Linked DNA regions of Podarcis muralis: region 2 is linked to region 1. Evidence: chromatin contacts called from public Hi-C data. All regions are on one chromosome and are shown on one strand. The core of a region is the stretch at or near the end of the contact, and the rest is flanking DNA. Distances in the headings are between cores, read along the strand shown.

What was found. A called contact is a pair of places that touch in the nucleus more often than the background predicts.
Region 2: a Hi-C map of blood shows a contact between it and region 1, with 2.2 times the contacts expected there. The contact joins the promoter of ERMARD here to the promoter of FAM120B in region 1. A contact is called at or near these places in 2 of 3 Hi-C or Micro-C datasets (blood and tail).

The regions. Positions count from the first base shown.
Region 1 is chr3:48,435,226-48,439,882 of rPodMur119.hap1.1, forward strand. FAM120B (family with sequence similarity 120 member B) reads right to left here and starts at 2,520. Exons shown (of 11, transcript XM_077925804.1): 1 at 2,418-2,520.
Region 2 is chr3:48,719,392-48,724,048 of rPodMur119.hap1.1, forward strand. ERMARD (ER membrane associated RNA degradation) reads right to left here and starts at 2,524. Exons shown (of 18, transcript XM_028723954.2): 1 at 2,396-2,524; 2 at 679-847. The coding sequence starts at 2,401. It overlaps DYNLT2 (dynein light chain Tctex-type 2), which reads left to right and starts at 2,520. Exons shown (of 4, transcript XM_028723962.2): 1 at 2,520-2,656; 2 at 3,506-3,715; 3 at 4,406-4,564. The coding sequence starts at 2,576.

The DNA of each region.
Region 1 (4,657 bases), core at 1,270-3,769:
CCTACACACTGCGCCTTTTAAATAGTCAGATAGATGTTTAAATAAATTAAATTGCATGATTAAATTCATGGACTCACAATGAGATGATATAAGTACAGTAATTGTAGAAATACTAGAGGTACAGTCTCCTATCATTCAGTTAATGCAAGGAAAGAACTGTTTCCAAAATGCATATGGGAAATCAGAAAAGTGAAATTTGAACTAGCCATGATATAAAAAGAACCTCCCTTAAAAAATGAACTTTTATCTGCAATCCTACCCACACTTACTAAGGAATAAGCCTAATTGAGCTCAATGAGACTTACCTCTGAGATGTGCTTTTTTTCTAAAAAAATGTTTAGGGGTACTCTCATTTTCCTACTCATATTGAAATACTGCCCCTCAATGAGGCCAAACTTAGATTCACAAATGTTTAGGGGTATGTGTACCCCTGCGTCCCCCCAGAAAGAAAGCACTGCCTCTGAGTAGTATGCTCAGGATTACACAGTTAATAATGCAAGACTTTAGTTTCCTTTTTTACATTACTGAAAAGAAATTTCCCTTATTTCTAACACAAACAGTGAAGAAATACACGGCAAGTTTTAATTAGGCTGGTGTCTATCTTTCACACGACTGATTTCTCACATTTTCAATTACAAAGCACCTACGAAGTGTTATATTCAGTACATGCTACTAAAATAAGGTGATTGCGGATTGCTAATTTTCAATTTTAAAAGCTGACAGTGGGTTTACTTTCTAACTTCATGGTTCAAAAATCCCAGCCCTTCATGTGCAATTTACAAGTTCCTTTTCATTGTAACACCAGAATATATTACTAAAACAGTGCAATGTCTACTCAGAATTAAGTCCCACTGAGTTCAATGGGACTTTCTTCCAGGCAAGAAGGTATAGGATTGCAGCCCAACACAATCTAAAACTAACATGAAATTACTTTAGAGATGCTACTGAATGCCCTTCCTCGGGTGCACAGATTTATCTAACAGACGCTGTAGCTTCTTTGATTTGCTGTAACAGGCTTAACTGAGGCCTGAAACCTTGTGCATAAAAGGGATTGGAAATTAAAAATGGGCATAATTAAACTCTTCACAGAGCCGTGTCCAATGTTTCAGCTCATCATCACTAAAATGTCTCAAATACCTACAGAAACTACTATCAATATAACTCCCAGTGACCTGAAATGGTGAGGGTGTGACTGTCCTCCTCACCTGTCTCCCTTCCCTCAACCCAAATTTTCTCACACCCTCTCCTTTTTGGAGGATCCCAGGTAGGAAAAAAAATGCACATTGAGGGAGAAGGCAGTGAGAATGTCCTATGGAGGATGGAGAATTAATGGAGGCAACAGGAAGCTTACTATCCACACCAGTGCCGGATTTACATATAAGCTAAACAAGCTATAACTTAGGGCCCCCTCTCTTGGGGGCCCCCCAAAAAAATTAATGGAAAAAAAACCCTGGATGTAAATTTCCATAATATAAGATAAAACACAAATAAAATAAAACCTACATACAGCAACAGTGTTTTGGGTTGTGTAGGCTCCTATGTAGTAGGCCCTGCCTGCTAGCCCGCTCCCTAAAATAAGGTTACCAGACATCCCCATTTCCCGGGGACAGTCCCAAGATTTACAAATCAGTCCCCTGACAAAATTCATCTACAGTGGTACCTCCAGTTGCGGGCACAATCTGTTCCGGGGTGCCGTTCGCACCCCAAAAAGTCCGCAACTGGAGTGGCGCTTCTGAGGAAGTGCAGAGTGCGATAGAGTGCTTCTGTGCATGTGCGAAGCGCGCAGAACGCTTCTGCACACACACGTGGTGAAGCCGCATTCGCAAGCCAAAAAGACACGAGGTATGACTGTATTTAGTAGGAAGTTGAAAAGGGTCCCTGGATTCATTGGGGAAAAAATTGGTACCCTTACCCTAAAATATCACTGGTTTGCTCATTTCTATACTGTATATAGGGTGCCTACATTCTGCATGTGCAAATGGCTTTAGATACCTTTTAGGTCCATAAATTACCATATATTCAACACAAAAAACAGCCGCAATTTGTTGTTGACAAAGGACAGCTGGACATATAAAGGGCCCAGTTACCTTCAGTAGCTTAGGGCCCCATCAACCCTAAATCCGGCCCTGATCCACATTAAGCAGTTATGGATGAGCTCCTGATGCTGCTACCTGTGAAAGCAGCCTATATTATGACAAAGTGGCAGATAAGAAGGACTGGCACTGCCAAAGACCCCACTATGAATATCCAGTCCCCTAAATGGAGGTGGCACAACCTCTCAACAGAATTCCTTGTCCGAGAGGCTCACCAGGCCACCTGACTGTGCCCTTTTCTGGGCGCATACAGGCAACCACCTGCGTTGTGCCTTAAGGAGAGAAGCCACCCGCCCTCGCCCTCGCGCTGACAACGCCACTAACCCGCCTCCACGGCCGCCTCGGCTTCCTTTCGTACACCGACGCCAAGGGGCTACGGGCTGCACGCGCCTCTCACGAAACTTCCGGTTCCCGGTGGCCTTTCTCAGAAGCCATATGCGGGGAGGAAAGACGCACAAGGGGTGAGGCTCTCGGTGCTTTAAAATAACTGGACCCTTTACGAGATGGGAGGTATGATATACGCTGTGAAATAAAAGGGCGCTGGCGTTTTATTTCAGCCTCGGCGTGAGCGTTCCCCTCATCTACGCCTCACAGAAATCCCGGCGAGAGAAGTAAATTGTGAGAAAGGTTTTGCCCGCAGGATTTCAAAGTAATGTAACCTATACGCTCCCCTTTGGTTCCAGTGCAGGTCATACGTCGCCCCCAAAACAGAGAAACCAACAACAAGCGATCCAGGGTTAAAATTATATGGGGTGGGACAGGAACCCCATGCTGGCATTCAGAAATGCGGGACAGCCAGGCATTCAACAGGTACACGCCCCCTCTGCCCCCAGCCATGCAAATTTAGGGGTGGGGTAGTATTTCTGCATCTTGTGCAGCCTTGGGAAGGAACACTTTGGACTATTGCATGGGTAGACAAACTAAGGCCCAATCGCATTCTCAATCCGCCCGCGAACAGTCTGGGAATCAGCATGTTTTTACATGAGTAGAAAGTGTGCTTTTATTTAAAATGCATCTCTGGGTTATTTGTGGGGCATAGGAATTTGTTCATTATAATTTTGTTCAAAATATAGTCCGGCCCCCCACAAGGTCTGCGGAACAGCGGACTGGCCCCCTGCTGAAAAAGTTTGCTGACCCCTGGACTATTGCAATGCCCTCTATGTGGGGCCACATTTGAAGGTGACTCAGAAACTACAACTAATCCAGAATGCGGCAGGCTGGGAGCGGACGCCGGGACCATATAACAACAGTCCTAAAGGATCTACACTGGCTCCCAGTACGTTTCCAAGCACAAGTCACAGTGTGGGTGCTGACCTGTAACGCCCTAAGTAGCTATGGTCCAACAAAACTGTTGAGCTTTTTTTGGGAACAAACCCAAATTGTTGAGCTTCTTGGGGAAAACCTCCACTGCTTTGCCATACACCTGGGTTTTTCCTGGCATTTTGCCCCCGACGCCCTTTTTACACCCGAAAACCAGGACGTGTCAGGAATTTTCCCGATGTGTGGCAAACCTAAGCAGACACTGAGGTCCAGCGCTGTGGGCCTTCTGGCAGATCCCTCACTGCAAGATGTGAGCTTACAGGGAACCAGGCAGAGGGCCATCTTGGTAGTGGCGCCCACCCATCAGACGTCAAGGAAATAAGCAACTATCTGACTTTTAGAAGACATCTGAAGGCAGCCCTGTCTAGGGAAGTTTTTAAATGTTTGATGTTTTATCGTGTTTTTAATATTCTGTTGAGATCTGCCCAGAGTGGCTGGGGACATCCTAGTCAGATGGGCAGCATATTATTATTATTATTATTATTATTATTATTATTGCAAATCTTTCCCTGGTTCAAGCCCAACTCTGGATCTGTAATGCCAACACATTAGGCCAACACATTTCTGGCGATCCCTTGAACCCGCTGACAGGGCACAGCATCAAACACCCCACTTGTGTATTCCAAAGTAAGCACCACAGGGCTTGACAGGGCTGGGTTTACTCCCAGGTAAGCGTGCGGAGGATTACAGCCACGCAGCCCGATCCTATGCAAATATTTACATGCAAGGAACATCCGCCAAGTTCAATGGAGCTTGTTCCCTAGAAAAGCATGTTTAACAGTCCATGTGAGCTGATTTGGTGTAGCGGTTAGACTGTTAATTAGGCATAGGACCTGGGAAAGCAGCATTCAGATCCCACCTCAGTCATGAAGCATAGCAAGTGACTTTGGACCAGCCACTGCCTCTCAACCTAAACTACCTTGCAAGGATGCTGTGCGGATGAAATTGGGGCGGGGGGAGAAAGAAGAAGCATGCATGACTCCCTATAGAGAATATAAGTATCACCATATATAAATAGATGGATACTCAGAAGGCTGCTGTGAGCAGACACAGGGCTGCAGCCTTCCGCAGCAAAGTGAGGCCCGCTACGGTGGATGGGGCTTACTCCCTAAGCAATTGCAACAACAGGAACTGGCACTTCTGCCACTGTTTAAGACCATCTCTGCAGGGTTAGACCAAAGGCTCCTCTGTTCTCACAGGGCTCAATAAGATGCCCACAGGAAGACCCCAAAGAGGACCTGAGT
Region 2 (4,657 bases), core at 1,274-3,773, 280 kb after region 1:
CCTGAATAATTAGTCTCTTCCTTTAAATTCCTGGGAGTTTACCTTCGTGAAGACCTCACTTGGAAAAACAATATAACTCAGGTGGTTAGGAAGGCCCCTGAGCCCGCTAGATGACATCGCAAGGGATCATTGCCTTAGGAGAGCGAGAAAAATTATCAGGGACGATTCACACCCTGGCCAGCACCTCTTTAATCTTCTACCCTCGGGCAGGAGATATAGAAGTATAATCAGTCGTACCAATAGGCTAAAAAACAGTTTCTATCTGTGGGCTATTAGGCTGCTGAACGGAAAATAATATAGTGCAACTGACTTTTGGGGTTGGTGTGCTGTGCGACAAGCACACAGAGTGTTTTTTGGGGGGGAGCTTGGTTAATTTCATTGTACACAGGTTGAACATTGGCAATAAAGGTATTATTATTATTATCTTTCTAAAGCAGGATCTGTGTAAAAGTCGGACATATTTGTTTGCTATGGTTATATTAACCCTTAATTCCATTAAATTAGCCCAAAACGATTGCCTGAAAACATGTAGACAAGCTCTAGGACCTGCAGTGCAATCCTCTGCATGTATTTAATTCAAAAGTAAGTCTCACTGTGTCTAATGGGGCCCACACCACAAAACTGTACTTAGGAATTGCAACCTTAGCTAACTAATCCACACACCATTTTAACACATACCTGGTGCTCCATACTGTATGTGTTCTGTGATTGTTCTCCAGTGTATCTCACCTTTGTCAGACACAATGCAACTAATAGAAAGGTTTGCTTTTATCTCAAATCCAGCTTCACAAACCATATAGTGCACTGCAGGGGAAAGGCAAGTGGAGGCTGTATCAACTAGTAGCATCTGAAATGAGAAGTGAAAAATAATGAAAATAGTATAAAACAACACAACTACTGTAATACTCTCTTAAATAGACCCACAACAGGCACAGCTACAACACACCGTATAACATAAGTATTGTAAATATATGTTTTTAAAACGTGGCATATGGCCAAAATTGTGGCCTTCAGGGGTGGCTAATCTGCGGTCCTCCTGAAGTTGTGGGATCCCAACTCCCATCAGCCGCAGCCAGCATAGCAAGTAGTCAAAGATGATGAGAGTTGTAGTCCAGGAATATATGACGGGCCAAAGGTTGGCTATCCTACTTTATACCACATTTATGTACTGTAAAACCTCGGCTCCTGAACGCCTCTGTTTTGGAACGTTTTGGCTCCCAAACGCCGAAAACCCGGAAGTGTTCCAGTTTTCAAATATTTTTTTGGAAGCCAAACATCCAACACAGCTTCCGCATGAGTGCAGGAAGCTCCTGCAGCCTATTGGAAACCGCGCCTCGGTTGTCGAACATTTCAGAAGCCGAATGGGCTTCCGGAATGGATTACGTTTGACAACCAAGGTTTGACTGTAAAGGTAAAGGTAAAGGGACCCCTGACCATTAGGTCCAGTCATGACCGACTCTGAGGTTGTGACGCTCATCTCGCTTTATTGGCCGAGGGAGCCGGCGTACAGCTTCTGGGTCATGTGGCCAGCATGACGAAGCCGCTTCTGGCGAACCAGAGCAGTGCACGGAAACGCCATTTACCTTCCCGCCTATTTATCTACTTGCACTTTGATGTGCTTTCGAACTGCTAGGTTGGCAGGAGCAGGGACCGAGCAACGGGAGCTCACCCCATCGCGGGGATTCAAACCACCGACCTTCTGATCGGCAAGTCCTAGGCTCTGTGGTTTAACCCACAGTGCCACCCACGTCCCATACACTGTACCAACTGTGTATTCATATGACCACCTTAGAGCACAGTGGAGTTGTCATTCTCCCTGGTTTGTTTGACAGCCCTTCCCACCGGCTGTTCCAATTCATTTCTGACTGTGTACGCAGCAGCGGGTGTTGATGGAGCCGAAATCTCTTTACCCTATGCAATTGTTCACAACTTGACTAGAGACTGGATTAGGAACAGCTTAAGAACTGCAGTCAGTCAGTGTGAAACTGGCTGGAGAAACAACACACCAGAAAGTAGCTTTTTATAATGAAGCACAAGATGCAGACGCATTTTGCGTAACATGAGCATGGATTAAAAGTCCAGCCCTGGAAAATGCGGTGAGCCACATTTGTAACCCTGATTACATCAGCCCTGCAGTGCAGTCCAGTATTATGACCCCAACTTTGCAGGAGTCTGTGCTTGGTGTATGTGTGAACAACCACTATGCTACTATCTCCACACCTGTCAGAAGAAAGCAACTCTGCAGGCAGAGGCAGCCATATACGCCCTCGCCCCTCAGGTGGAGCGCTACAGGTTGCAGCAAGGGGAACGCGAGTTAAATATCCGCCCTCTCACCCTTGTGCTCTCTTCCCGGACGGAGGGTACGACTCTTCACTTTCTAGCTCTACACACTTACCTCCATTCCTTTCAGCTTCTCTTAGCTCCGGGTCGCTTTTGTCGCGGTTGGTGACGTCACCGAGGAAAGGGAAACCCTTCGAGCAACGCTCGTCCTATCAGGCGGTTTGGTCGGAAAGCTTGTGAGCGGCTGCTACCCTCCGCCCCGCCCCGTTTTGCCTGAGCGAATACGGACAAAGCCATGGACAAACACAAGAAAAGGCTGAGTAGTACCCCTTCTCACCACTCGGGGGCGTCGAGGAAGCACAGTGAACTGAGTCGGGTAAGCGGCGGGGAGCGCGGCTGTCCAAAGTGCGCATGCGCCTTGATTGGTTGAGCCTTCCCGGGCAGAACGTCCTCCCCTGCTCCGCACAATGAGCTTTCCCTGCACTTTCCCTCCTGCGATATTTATTGATTGCATTGATTGATCGATTGATCTCACTTTTCGTACATAGTTCTCCTCTAAGCCCGGAGATCACCCAGTGAGCTTCATGGCTAAGTGGTGATTTGAGTCCTGATCGACGCACACGCTAACACGTGTTTATTGTGGAGTCAGTGAGATGCTAGCTAGCAGTATTGAGACGCCACAGGTTCTGTCTTCCATGCAACGTTCTGCAGCTTCCCTATACAGGGCTGCCTTTAGATGGCTCGGGGGTTGGATAACTCCATAGCCTCCAACATTTCTCTGATGGGTTTGACCAAACTGCGGGAGGCAGTGGAAGACAGGAGTGCCTGGCGCGCTCTGGTCCATGGGGTCTTGAAGAGTCAGACATGACTAAACAACAACAAGGAAAAGCGGGTCATTCCGGGATCAAATCAGAAACTGAAATGGCTTCTGTAAATACACGACTGTCCTTGGAAAATTAGGGACACTTGGAGGGTCTGGGTGTGTATGCAGCCTGAGTCTACCTCTGCCTGCTACAAACAAAGCTCCCCATTGATTTCAGTGTTGGAAACTGGATAAATATGAAGATAAACTTTCGCTAAGAAGTTAAGAGTTGACAGTGAATGCCAAATGGACAATTTTGTTACCTTGCCTTATTTTTTGATAGTGCTTATAACTTTATTATTATTATTTTGAAGCCTAAAAGTGTGATAACTGATTCCTAAATGAATTATGGGGGCATTCCAGCCTTCACAGATTGGGAGACACAGAGCTTCGAGCCATGAGATTCCAGGTTTTGACCCAGATGATGAGTCTATTACAGATATAACAAGAAATGAGCTCTTGGCGTTCAAGGCTAGTTTTGCAAGACCAAAATATGCGAACACATACAGAATGGAACCCTATAGAAAATGTGAGGCTCATGTAATAAGGAAGAAAGCTGAAGAGATCTTAAAGGTAGTGTTAAGATTTGTTATGGCGCACTAGTTCTGCTTCTAAACTTTATACAAACTCACTACTAGCAGTTGCTCAATGCCTCAAAATTTATTTGACCATGCAAACTGATTTATAATAGACTATTGTTTACTATAGTAAAGGTATCGGTCTCAGTTTTTTTATTATATGTTAATGTGATGCATTTTTATTTTAAGGAACAATTCAAATGGTCTTGGTTTATGTACAACCTTTGTACTCAAAGAGGATATTTACATGAATTTGAAAACGAGGGCAGGTTACAAAATGCCCTCTTCTGCGCCACCACCACCAGAACTTCTGAGGGCTGTGGAACTACCAAGAGAGTTCCCTCTGCTGATCTTAATACCTGAAAGGGTGCAGGAGGTGGTAGTGGACTTTTCCATTTAAAATAAAAGTCTTTGTGCATAAAAATCTGAAGTACACCTTCTAGGAAGAACACTTTGCTTAAGGTAGTTTCACTGACTGAGCTAAACAAAATATTTGAACACTGTGTTTGCAAAAATGTACAAAATTTAGGGTGTGAGTGTTCACTTATGAATATTACAAAAAAGAAATTGTAAAATTCATTAGCAGGAGAACTATCGTTATATATATTTGTTAAAGTGAGTGTAAAATTTCAACAGAGATGTTTTTTATATGAATACCGGCAACTCTGTGTTTAATTCTCAATAGAGCAAACTTCAAGATTTTAAATATGCTGGTCAGAATGGCTCCATGATATGTATAAGCCTCACAGAAGATTTATTAGCAGCTGTCAAGGATTTGAACTATGATCGTTACAAGTATGTGGTCCAAGTATTTCTTGTGGAAAAGACTGGTCAGTCATTAAATGTGAGTAAAGAAATACACTTGTTACAACCCCCTCCCAAAACCTAACTGCTTAAGAAATCCTTCATTCCTCTGCACTGTAGCTGTGTCAAATAG